Linked DNA regions of Sus scrofa: region 1 is linked to region 2. The links are chromatin contacts, called in public HiChIP or PLAC-seq maps. All regions are on one chromosome and are shown on one strand. The core of a region is the stretch at or near the end of the contact, and the rest is flanking DNA. Distances in the headings are between cores, read along the strand shown.

What was found. HiChIP or PLAC-seq counts read pairs in DNA pulled down with a chosen protein or histone mark.
Region 1: a contact with region 2 is called in an H3K27ac HiChIP or PLAC-seq map of skeletal muscle. The contact joins the promoter of FSCN1 here to the promoter of ACTB in region 2. A contact is called at or near these places in 2 of 47 Hi-C or Micro-C datasets (embryonic fibroblasts and epiblast stem cells) and 2 of 2 datasets of contacts at active chromatin or transcription factors (alveolar macrophages and skeletal muscle).

The regions. Positions count from the first base shown.
Region 1 is chr3:4,131,218-4,136,298 of Sscrofa11.1, forward strand. It overlaps FSCN1 (fascin actin-bundling protein 1), which reads left to right and starts at 2,956. Exons shown (of 5, transcript NM_001146300.1): 1 at 2,956-3,910. The coding sequence starts at 3,079.
Region 2 is chr3:4,088,646-4,093,589 of Sscrofa11.1, forward strand. ACTB (actin, cytoplasmic 1) reads right to left here and starts at 1,738. Exons shown (of 8, transcript XR_002342206.1): 1 at 1,614-1,738; 2 at 772-900; 3 at 400-639. It overlaps LOC106509620 (a long non-coding RNA gene), which reads left to right and starts at 1,851. Exons shown (of 3, transcript XR_001307289.2): 1 at 1,851-2,264.

The sequences.
Region 1 (5,081 bases), core at 1,706-4,205, 44 kb after region 2:
CCCAAGCTAGACCAGGGCAAAAAGATATCACTCACACTGGCTTTGGACAGAGGACAGAGTGAGCTCCCCATCACCAGAGGCATTCAAGCTGGGGCTGGACAGCCTTAATTTTTCACATGATGCATGGGGCATAGCCAGGTAAAGAGAAGCACAACAACATATTGGTTTGTGGTTGGGGGCTGCACTCTTGGGAGGGGGTTCTGGCCAAAGCAGCGTATCAACAACAACAACCCAAATGTCCATCCACAGGACACATTAAATAAATGGCACCTTCATGCAGTGAACTATTACACAGCTGTGAAAAGGAACAAGGAAGGCACTTACATACCAAAGCAGAAACTGTGCAGGTACGTGAAGGAATAAAGCAGGATTAAACACACTATTTAGGAGCTCCCTAGTGGCTCAGCAGGTTAAAGATCCGGCATTGTTACTGCTGTGGCAGGGGTTTGATCCCTGGCCCGGGAACTTCCACGTGCCAAGGGTGAAGAAAGGAAGGAGGGAAGAAAGGAAGGGAGAAAGAATTAACCATTTCGAGATGGAGAGATTTACAAGAGTATAGATGAATATTTGCTTGTCTTTGAAGTTCAAGGAAAGGAAAATCATCTAACATCAGTTATTGAGGTAATGGATAGGGATGGGGGTCGGGGGGCAAAAGTCTTTTTATGGTTTTGGATGTGTGAACTATGTGAATGTACGGTCTATCGAAAAAATTGAAATAATAGTAATTTAGCTCCACATTCTTTTTTTTTTTTTTTTGGTCTTTTTGCCTTTTCTAGGGCTGCTCCCGCGGCGTATGGAGGTTCCCAGGCTAGGGGTCGAATCGGAGCTGCAGCCACCGGCCTACGCCAGAGCCACAGCAACGCAGGATCTGAGCTACATCTACAACCTACACCACAGCTCACAGCAACGCCAGCTCCTTAACCCACTGCAGCTCCACATTCTTTACATACTGAGCCCCGATCACCCAGTCCCACCCAGTCTCAGGCTGGACCTGATCTCCCCCAACATTTCAGGCTCTCTTTTGTTCACTGCCTTGGGCTGCCCTTGTCTGTGGGGAAATCCAAGGTCCCCTTTCTATGTCCCATCCCCCCACTGCCCCATTTCATTCCGCTCTCTTGGGCATGTCGGCACAAGGCTCCTGCTCCTCACCGATTGACCCTAAACCTTGTACTCCACCAGTGCTCAGACGACAGGACAGGACCGGGTCCTGGGGATTCCTGGGGACCCTGGAGGCTGGAGGGGGTCTGGCCTGTCTGTGTCCCCAGGACCAGCCAGCATTTATTGAGCACTGACTACGTGACGTGCCAGGCACTGTTTTCTAGGGGCTTGACATGTGTCATCACCAACTTGTCTGGTTTGCCCAAGACCTTCCTGGTTTGAAAACTGAGGGCCGTGTCCCAGGGACCCCCTCAGTCACGGTCATGGGTGTTGGCTGCTTCTGTCGTCTCAACTTCTCTCCAGGGGCAGGTGCTGTCGTTATGCCCTTTAGAGAGGTGGGAAAACCAAGAACCAGGGAGGTTTGTGTGAACCCAGGAAGCCCAGTGCAGGAAGCCAGGCTGCCACCACGCCCAGCTCGCCTGGCTAGTCTTTCTACCCCTTGAAAGTATCACCTGGGAAGGCCTGGACCAGCTCCCGCCCCTGGCCGGACTGAGAGGCAGCAGCCCTGCCAGTTAACCCACTTGACCCACCATGATGAGACAGTTAACCCAAAATTCCCCTGAAAGATAAAAATCCCTGGAGGGGTTTGCCTGGCTGGGAGGCACAGGCACAGCCCAACCAGCCCGGGAGCTACTTCAGTGCCCTCTGCCTTTGGCCTGGAGACCTTGTGGGCAGCCTGTGGTCATGCTGGCATTCCAGGGGCCTGCAGGCATGTGGGGAATGTCCCAGCAAAAGTGTTGGCCTTCCGAGATGCTCAGAAAAGGGAAGTGTTCCTCCCCGGGGGTGGGGATGGGCCGTCTGCAGGGAAGGTCCACTTCGCGGGAGGAGGATGGAGAGCGGAGGCCCTCAAGGAGGAGCCCACATCACCCCTTCCTGGGTGCTGGGCTCAGCATCCAATGAAGTGGGGGCCTGGGGGCGGGTATAAAGCGGGAGGTGTGCTGGGCTGGAGACCGGGTTTCCGCCCCTCAGGGCTGTGCTGCCCGAGTTGCATCCTGCTTCTGACCCGCTCAGCACAAGGGCACGCTGCTCACCCCATACCTGGTGAACCTCACCAGGACCCCGTGGCTTCTGCCTCCTCAGAATGGGGCCACTGTCACTCATCTCCACTACCAAGGAGACCTATTTGGGCCAGGGGGGGGCTGGGGACCTGGGCCACAGGGAGGGGTCTCAGTGGCCTTCAGGGCAAAGGCGTAGGAAGGCAGCTTCGGAGAAACACAGCCTCTGTTCGGGAGGCCGCAAGGCCTGGGTTGGATGAGTTGGGGTCTGCAGGGCCCTCCCCAGCTCCTGGTGTCCTCCTCCCATCCCTTCCGCCCACAGGCCCTTAGAGGGTCCCCTCTCAGCTCCTTCAAGGCTCTGCTCTAAGGCCACCTCATCTGAGCAGCCTCCGGACCGCCTCGTCCTAGTTCTGATGGCTCTGCGGCTCTCCACCGTCTCCATCACAGCCTCAAACCTGGCTGGCTTTTCTCCCGGCTGGGCTTGGGGTAGGGGGCCTCCGAGGGGTCCCTGGCTCTGAGGGAGTCCTCAGGCTGCGGCGCTGCGAGGGTGGGGCCCTGGCATTGGGGGAAGTGGGCGGCGGCCCGAAGTGGGGGGAACCGCAGAGGCCGGCCGCGCCGAAGGAGAGGACGCTGCGAGCCGAGCCGCCACCCGCGCCTCTCCCAGCCCCTGCGCGACCCTGTTCGCTCCCCGGGTCCCCGCGCCCCCTCTTCGGCGCGTCCCGGGGCGGGGCGGGGCGGGGGCGGGACCTCGCGGCGCTGACGTCACCCCGCTTATAAAGGGGCTAGGGCGCCACGGGCCGGCTTTGTAGAGCGCTGCTGAGGGTGCGCGCACGGCCGCGGCAGTAGAACAAAGGAGCAGGGCGCCGCCGCAGGGACCCGCCACCGACCTCCCGGGCCGCGCCGGGGCCTCCAGCCCGCCGCCACCATGACCGCCAACGGCACGGCCGAGGCCCTCCAGATCCAGTTCGGCCTCATCAATTGCAGCAACAAGTACCTGACGGCCGAGACGTTCGGGTTCAAGGTGAACGCTTCGGCCAGCAGCCTGAAGAAGAAGCAGATCTGGACGCTGGAGCAGCCGCCCGACGAGGCGGGCGGTGCAGCCATGTGCCTGCGCAGCCACCTGGGCCGTTACCTGGCGGCGGACAAGGATGGCAACGTGACCTGCGAACATGAGGTGCCCGACGCCGACTGCCGCTTTCTCATCGTGGCGCACGACGACGGCCGCTGGTCACTGCAGTCCGAGGCGCACCGGCGCTACTTTGGCGGCACCGAGGACCGCCTGTCGTGCTTCGCTCAGACCGTGTCACCGGCCGAGAAGTGGAGCGTGCACATCGCCATGCACCCGCAGGTCAACATCTACAGCCTGGCCCGCAAGCGCTACGCGCACCTGAGCGCCCGGCCCGCCGACGAGATCTCAGTGGACCGCGACGTGCCCTGGGGCGTCGACTCGCTCATCACGCTGGCCTTCCAGGACCAGCGCTACAGCCTGCAGACGGCCGACCACCGCTTCCTGCGCCACGACGGGCGCCTAGTGGAGCAACCTGAGCCCGCCACAGGCTACACTCTCGAGTTCCGCTCCGGCAAGGTGGCCTTCCGCGACTGCGAGGGCCGCTACCTGGCGCCGTCGGGGCCCAGCGGCACGCTCAAGGCGGGCAAGGCCACCAAGGTGGGCAAGGACGAGCTCTTCGCCCTGGAGCAGAGCTGCGCCCAAGTCGTGCTGCAGGCTGCCAACGAGAGGAACGTGTCCACGCGCCAGGGTGAGTGGGGACGCCGCCCCCCGCCTCTCGGGCTGTGCACAAAGCGCACCCCACCCCCGTCCCCACAGCCTCCCGCCCTTTCTCGCCCGCGGCGCGTCTGCCATCCCGAGCGACGCCCGGCGAGCCCCCGCTGGGCGCGCGGGCCACCCCACCCCGCCGCGGGCCGTGCGCTCCGGCCCCGAGGAAGCGGCTTTCCCTGTCCTTGGGTGCAGAGGCACAGCCCCCACTCCGCCGTGGAGTTGGGACTCCCTAGGCCGCGCTTAGGCTCCACCCCAAGTGGCGCCCTCCGAACTCCCCGCCCAGTCCGGGTCCTCCCTCCCCGCGCAGATCCCGGGTATCTGCAGACCCAGTCTTGGGGAGGGGACGCCCCTTGTCCGTTCCTCGTGCCCCCCCTCCTACCCCCGCCCCCGTCAGCGGGCCTTCAGCTCAGGGGCGGAGGCGAGGGGTCGCCTCCGGCGCAGGGCGTGCCCCAGCTCCCTTTGGGCAGCCTTTCGCCGGCGGGATAGGGGAGCTTTGATCTCTGCAGGGTGCACTTCCACCTCCTGGCCCCCTGGGCCTTTCCCCACCCCCTCTCTCGGCCGGGAGGGGTTGGCTTCTGCGGGAAGGGGGTCGCCCCGAGGGTCTGCCCTTCCCCCCGGCCCCTCCTCCCGCGTCTGCCCCGCGCTCGAGGCCGCGGCCTTTGTGAGCCGGGGGGCGGGCTCCTCGACAGGGCCCTCCCTCGCCCCCTTTGTCCTGCTCGGTCTCTGCAGATGGGAAAACCAGATGCGGCGGGGTGGGGGAGGGGATGGGCTTTCCGCGGGTCCCTCCTGCCGAAGACCCCCCTCCCCCGCCACCGCGTCGCCCCCAGGCCCAGTGCCCCTTCCGAAGTCGCCCCAGGAGGCGGCCTCCCTCCTCGCGCCCCGGGCTCCGGAACGGCGTGGCGCGGCTGGCGGCTCGCCAGGCACCCTGTCCTGCACCCGCCGCACGTCTCCCGGCCGCGGCGCTCTGCTCTGCGGGTGCCGGAGCCTCCGCGCGAGCCGGGAGACCCTAACCAGCACCCTCGGGAGGCCCCCTACCCTCGAGGGAACCCATCCCCCAAGATCCCTCCTGGAACAATTGGCTGCAACTCGATGCGTCCTCTTGCCGCGGCCTCCCGCGGGCCTGGCCATTTCCTCCTACCAGCCTGCGCGCC
Region 2 (4,944 bases), core at 488-2,987:
GTCAGGCCGGACTGGGGACATGCAGAGAGTGCAAGGAACACGGCTAAGTGTGCTGGGGACCCCAGGTCGGGGAGTCACGTCAGACCTACTGTGCACCTACGGGATACACACTCCGAGGCCCCTTTACGGCAGCCTCGTCGGCTTTGTCACACGAGCCAGTGTTAGTACCTATACACCCACAGCACCTTATGCTTTTAACACCTAGTCAGAAAGGCAAACACGAGAAAGACTCCAGCTGGGGAAAAGCAAATAGAACCTGCAGAGTTCCAAAGGAGACTCAGGTCAGAGAAGAAAAGTCCTAGGAAAATGGCAGAAGAAAGAACAAGTGAGAAAGGGCGTGGCAAAGAGGGGCAAGAGAGGAGGGGGCGGCCGCCCGAGAGAGCCCAGTGGGCCACTGACCTGGGTCATCTTCTCACGGTTGGCTTTGGGGTTCAGGGGGGCCTCGGTCAGCAGCACGGGGTGCTCCTCGGGGGCCACACGCAGCTCGTTGTAGAAGGTGTGGTGCCAGATCTTCTCCATGTCGTCCCAGTTGGTGACGATGCCGTGCTCGATGGGGTACTTGAGGGTCAGGATGCCTCTCTTGCTCTGGGCCTCGTCCCCCACGTAGGAGTCCTTCTGGCCCATGCCCACCATCACGCCCTGCGGAAGGAGGGGCGAGGCGCCTTCAGCCCGGGCCCGGCCCCACCGGCCCCCACGCAGAAAGCCTCCCCCTTCCCTCCACCTGCTACCAAGACCCCACCCACCAAGTCAGACCCGAGGGCGGCGCCCTACCTGGTGTCGGGGGCGCCCCACGATGGAGGGGAAGACGGCCCGGGGAGCATCGTCGCCCGCAAAGCCGGCCTTGCACATGCCGGAGCCGTTGTCGACCACGAGCGCAGCAATATCGTCATCCATGGCGAACTGCAGGGGCAGCAGGACCGTGAGCCGGAGGCCGGGTGCGGCCGCCTCCGCCCTACTCACTTCCGGCGCGACGCGCGTTCGAGCCGCCAGGGGGCGCCGGCACGCGCCCAGATTGGGGACAAAGGAAGCCGGCCGGCCGCGTTATTACCATAAAAGGCAAACGCTGGTCGGAGGCGGCCCCGAGGCGCGCGGCAGGAAGCCAGGCCTCCGCCCCCTCCCCACTGGGCGCCAGCCCCGCCCCGCCCAAAAAGCGCCACTCGGCGGGCGCGCGGCGACCACACCCGGGGCGGCCCGTGGCTCCGCGAGGAAGTGCGCGCAGGCGCTCTCGCGCCGCGGCGACCCCACCCCTTCCGGCCGCCCGCCCCGCCCTCGCCTCCTGGGCCTACGGCGCACACGCACGCGCACTGGCGTCCCAGCCCCCACCCGGCTCGGCCACCGCGCCGCGCCCACCCACCCGCCCCGCCGCCCGGCTGCACTGCTCTCCCGCCGGCGGAGCGATCGGCCCGCTCGGACAAAGAATCGCCGCCGCTAGGGCTCCCAAAGAAACACTCTGGGAGCGCTCCCCGAGCGCAGCCCGGGCCCCGAACGAGGAGCGCATGAGTCCATTCCCGGCACCCGGCCGGCTGTCCACGGGGCCGGGGCGGAGGGGGCCACCTGCCCACAAGAGGCACGGGCCCAGCGCATCAGCGGCCCGGCCGGTGCGGGGACCCTACCTGGTAGCGGTGTAGACCGGCGGCGAAGGCGGAGCGGCAAGGGCGAGGGGCCTGTGCTGGCGGAGTGGACGCGGTCTCGGCTGTGGCTGTGCGTCGCGCCGCCGGGTTTTATGGGGCGCAGTCGCGGCGGCTCGAGCCATAAAAGGCAACTTTCGAAACGGCGAGCGCTGATTGGCCCCGCGCCGCTCACTCACCGGCCTCGCCGCACAGTGCAGCATTTTTTTACCCCCTCTCCCCTCCTTTTGCAAAAAAAAAAAAAAAGAAAAAAAAAAAAAAAGAAAGAGGGAGGGAGATGGACTGGCTAGGAGAGAGCGAGAGCGAGATTGAGGAAGAGGAGGGAGAGAGTTTTGGCGTCGGCCGCCCTTGGGTGCTGGGCCCCAACAGTGGGCCGCCGCCCGCCTGAGCAGTGTCGGGTCCGGCCCCGCTTGGCCAGGCCTGCACCCGGCCTGCTGGTCTCCGGGTCTCCCCACCCCGGCACCCTCCGAATGTGGATGCCCCAAAGCAGTGAGCGCCCCTGTGGGCAAGGGTCAGCACGGATGCGAGAGTCCCTGGTTGCTGTGGGTGCATGCTTAAGGAGCAGGTGGGGGAAAGGAGTGATGAGAGAGTCACCCTCCCCTTGGCGACATTAGCTCTGCTGCCCAGAAAGCCTGGGTAAGGGGGGGCCCCGACTGGGGGTGCTGAGCTTGCTAAGTGGGGGTGCTGAGCTTGCTAAGGGGGCACATTACTTAGAGACCGTGGGCTTGAGGGCTATGGTGGGGCATGCTTGAGTCAGGGGACTTGGAGACACGTAGCAGGGGCTTCAGGACTGCAGTCTCTAGGGACAGGACAGGCCCCAGGGGCTGGGGGCTGGAAGTTCCCCGTGAAGAGGGCTCCAGGCCTCCCTTGCTGCAGGCCCAGGAGAGGTGGGCTCCGTAGAGCAGAGAAGCTGTTCCCATGGAGCTGGGCTGCGGCTGAGGCTGCCTGGTCACACCCAGCCAAGGCCAAGCCTGGGCCATTAGCTGGCGACCCAGGCAGCTGCCAAGCACTGCTGGCTGCAGGCAGGCAGGGCCACTGAGCACAGCTCTGGGACCCACCATCCATCGTCTGTCTGTCACGTGCAGCCACAGCTGAACTGCCCTCCTAGACCATCTGGAGGCCACCAAGGACTGGGGAAGGACATTCAATGTGCCAGAGAGGAGTTAGGGGGAGGGGGGTGGGGCAGCAGGGACCAGCTGGGGCCCACTCCTGCCCTGGTCTCTCCACCAAACACGGGGTCAGACCTGGGTGCCCCCGGGTGTTCCCAGTGGTTCCCTGCTCTGGGAACTGCCTGTCCAGCAGGGAGAGCCTGCACCCAGGCGGGGGCCACCAGTGGGCAGTGAGTGGCCGAAGGAAGCCCAGCGGGGCAGCGTGGAGGTGCACCTTCTCCGAGGCCGTGACAAGCTGAATTTTCCCACAAAGGAAACAGGGCAGAGGGGTCCAGGTGGGGGCCCTGGCCTGCCCTCGGGCGTCTGTCTCCAGGTCTGCCTAGGGCTTTGCTACGCATAGTAGGTGCTCCTTGAGTGTGTGTTGAAACCAGCGAAAGATTAGTCCATATATGGGTGTGGAATCTGGCCAGGGAAGAGGCAGCTTGGTCCAGCCCCCTGTGGGAGGCCAGTGGCAGGGCACTTGGAAGGTTGCAGAGGCTACAAACAGGTAGGAAGGGTGACCGTCCCCCAGCGCACAGCAGAGCCTGCAGGCTCAGGGCCACCAGCTAGCATTCCCAGGGAACAACTCCCCCAACCCCGCCCCAGGCCTGGGCGAATGTTCCCAGCCCATCCACTCCCTCCCTCCCAGGGGCCAGACTGCGCTCCCTGTCCCAGGCCTTGTGTCTCTCAGTCGTGGGCGAGGGGCCAGCCACCTCAGGACCTGCCAGCCCTGTGATTCGGGGGTTGGGGCGGGAGGTGGGGTTTGCTGCGGGTTGATGGGCTGCCAGCCCGGTGGGGGGGCTGGTCACACTGGGACCACTGCAGGGCCCCCCGGGCAGGGCAAGGATGGAGAGCCAGGCTGGTCCCCAGGCAGGACCTGTGCTGCCACCTGGCCTCTTCTCAACCAGGGCCAGCCAAGGGGCACGCTCGCCCCCACTGACCTGGGGGCCTGGTACCCTCCTGGCCCTCTGTCTGCCGCAGCCCAGTGGTCTCCTGTGCCGGCCAGCATCCCCCTCCTCCTGCGGGGCCCCCCCCAGGGCCCTGATCTGAGGGCTGAAGAAGGGACGGCCTGGGTGTCCTGGGTCCTGAGAAAGGACCCCGAAAGAAGGAGGCCTGGGAGGGGGCTGGGCAGCCGCCTGGGGGAGGGGAGGCGCTGGGGGGGGGGGGAGAGAGCAGCAGGAGGAGGAAAAGAGGAAGTGAGGCGGCCAGAGGAAGAGGGAGGAGACCGCGGGAGAGGAAGTGAACAGGTTCTCGGCTGGCCGGGAACTTTGCCCTCGCAGGCAGGGAGTTTTCAGAGCCGCCCGGGCAGGCGCACAGCCCCGGCCCCCCGGCCGCCCCCGCCCGTGGGGACCGTTCTTGCCTTTCCGGGGCTTTTTTCTTCTCTGCGGTCCCCTGCCCGCGAGGCCCCCAGGCGAGGGGACATTTACAACCCACGCCAGAGACCAAGCCCGCCTCCTCCAGCCCAGGCCGCCCCGCTGGCTGCCTGGCTCTGGCCTGGGGGCCCCGCCGCTGCCCGCCCCTGCGGGGACCCCAAGGCACATTTTTCAGAGGGAGACACTGAGCTGGGACCCAGAAGGGGAGGAGACCTCCCAACGAGACCGCCGGCTCCGGGAGAGACCCTGCCAACAGTCCAGCAAACACGGCCCTTGTTACAGATGCGGACACTGAGGCCGGGCTGGAAAAGGGCCCAGGGCACGGAGTCCCCTGTCGGGGGTTCGAGGTGCAGGGCCTGGAGGCCCCTCCCTGGGTAAAGTGTCCCCCTGCAGTGTCCCCAGGGACTGGGGCCAAAGGCTGTTCCAAAGTCTAAATTCCTGGGTCCTTCCTTCTCAGTGCTTATCTCCTAAGGCCCAGAGAGGCAGCCACTAGCCTCCGGTCACACCACCAGCGTCCTGAGGCTCCGAGCCTGCTCGCCCCGCCACCTCTTTCCTCGCCCGTCCTCGCCTGCTCCCAGATGGTCTCCAGAGGAGAGTCTGGACCTCGGAATTTACTGGACTTGGGGTTCCTCTGCCTCCTGCCCCACTTTGCCTCAACCTTCAGGGCCAGCTCTCCGGCTGCCCGCTCCAGGAAGCCTGCCAGGACTTGCTCCCCCCACCAGAACAGCGGTCACCTTCCTGCCCAGAGAGGGGAAGTGACCCAGCCAGGATCACTCAGCAAGGGCACAGGCAGGA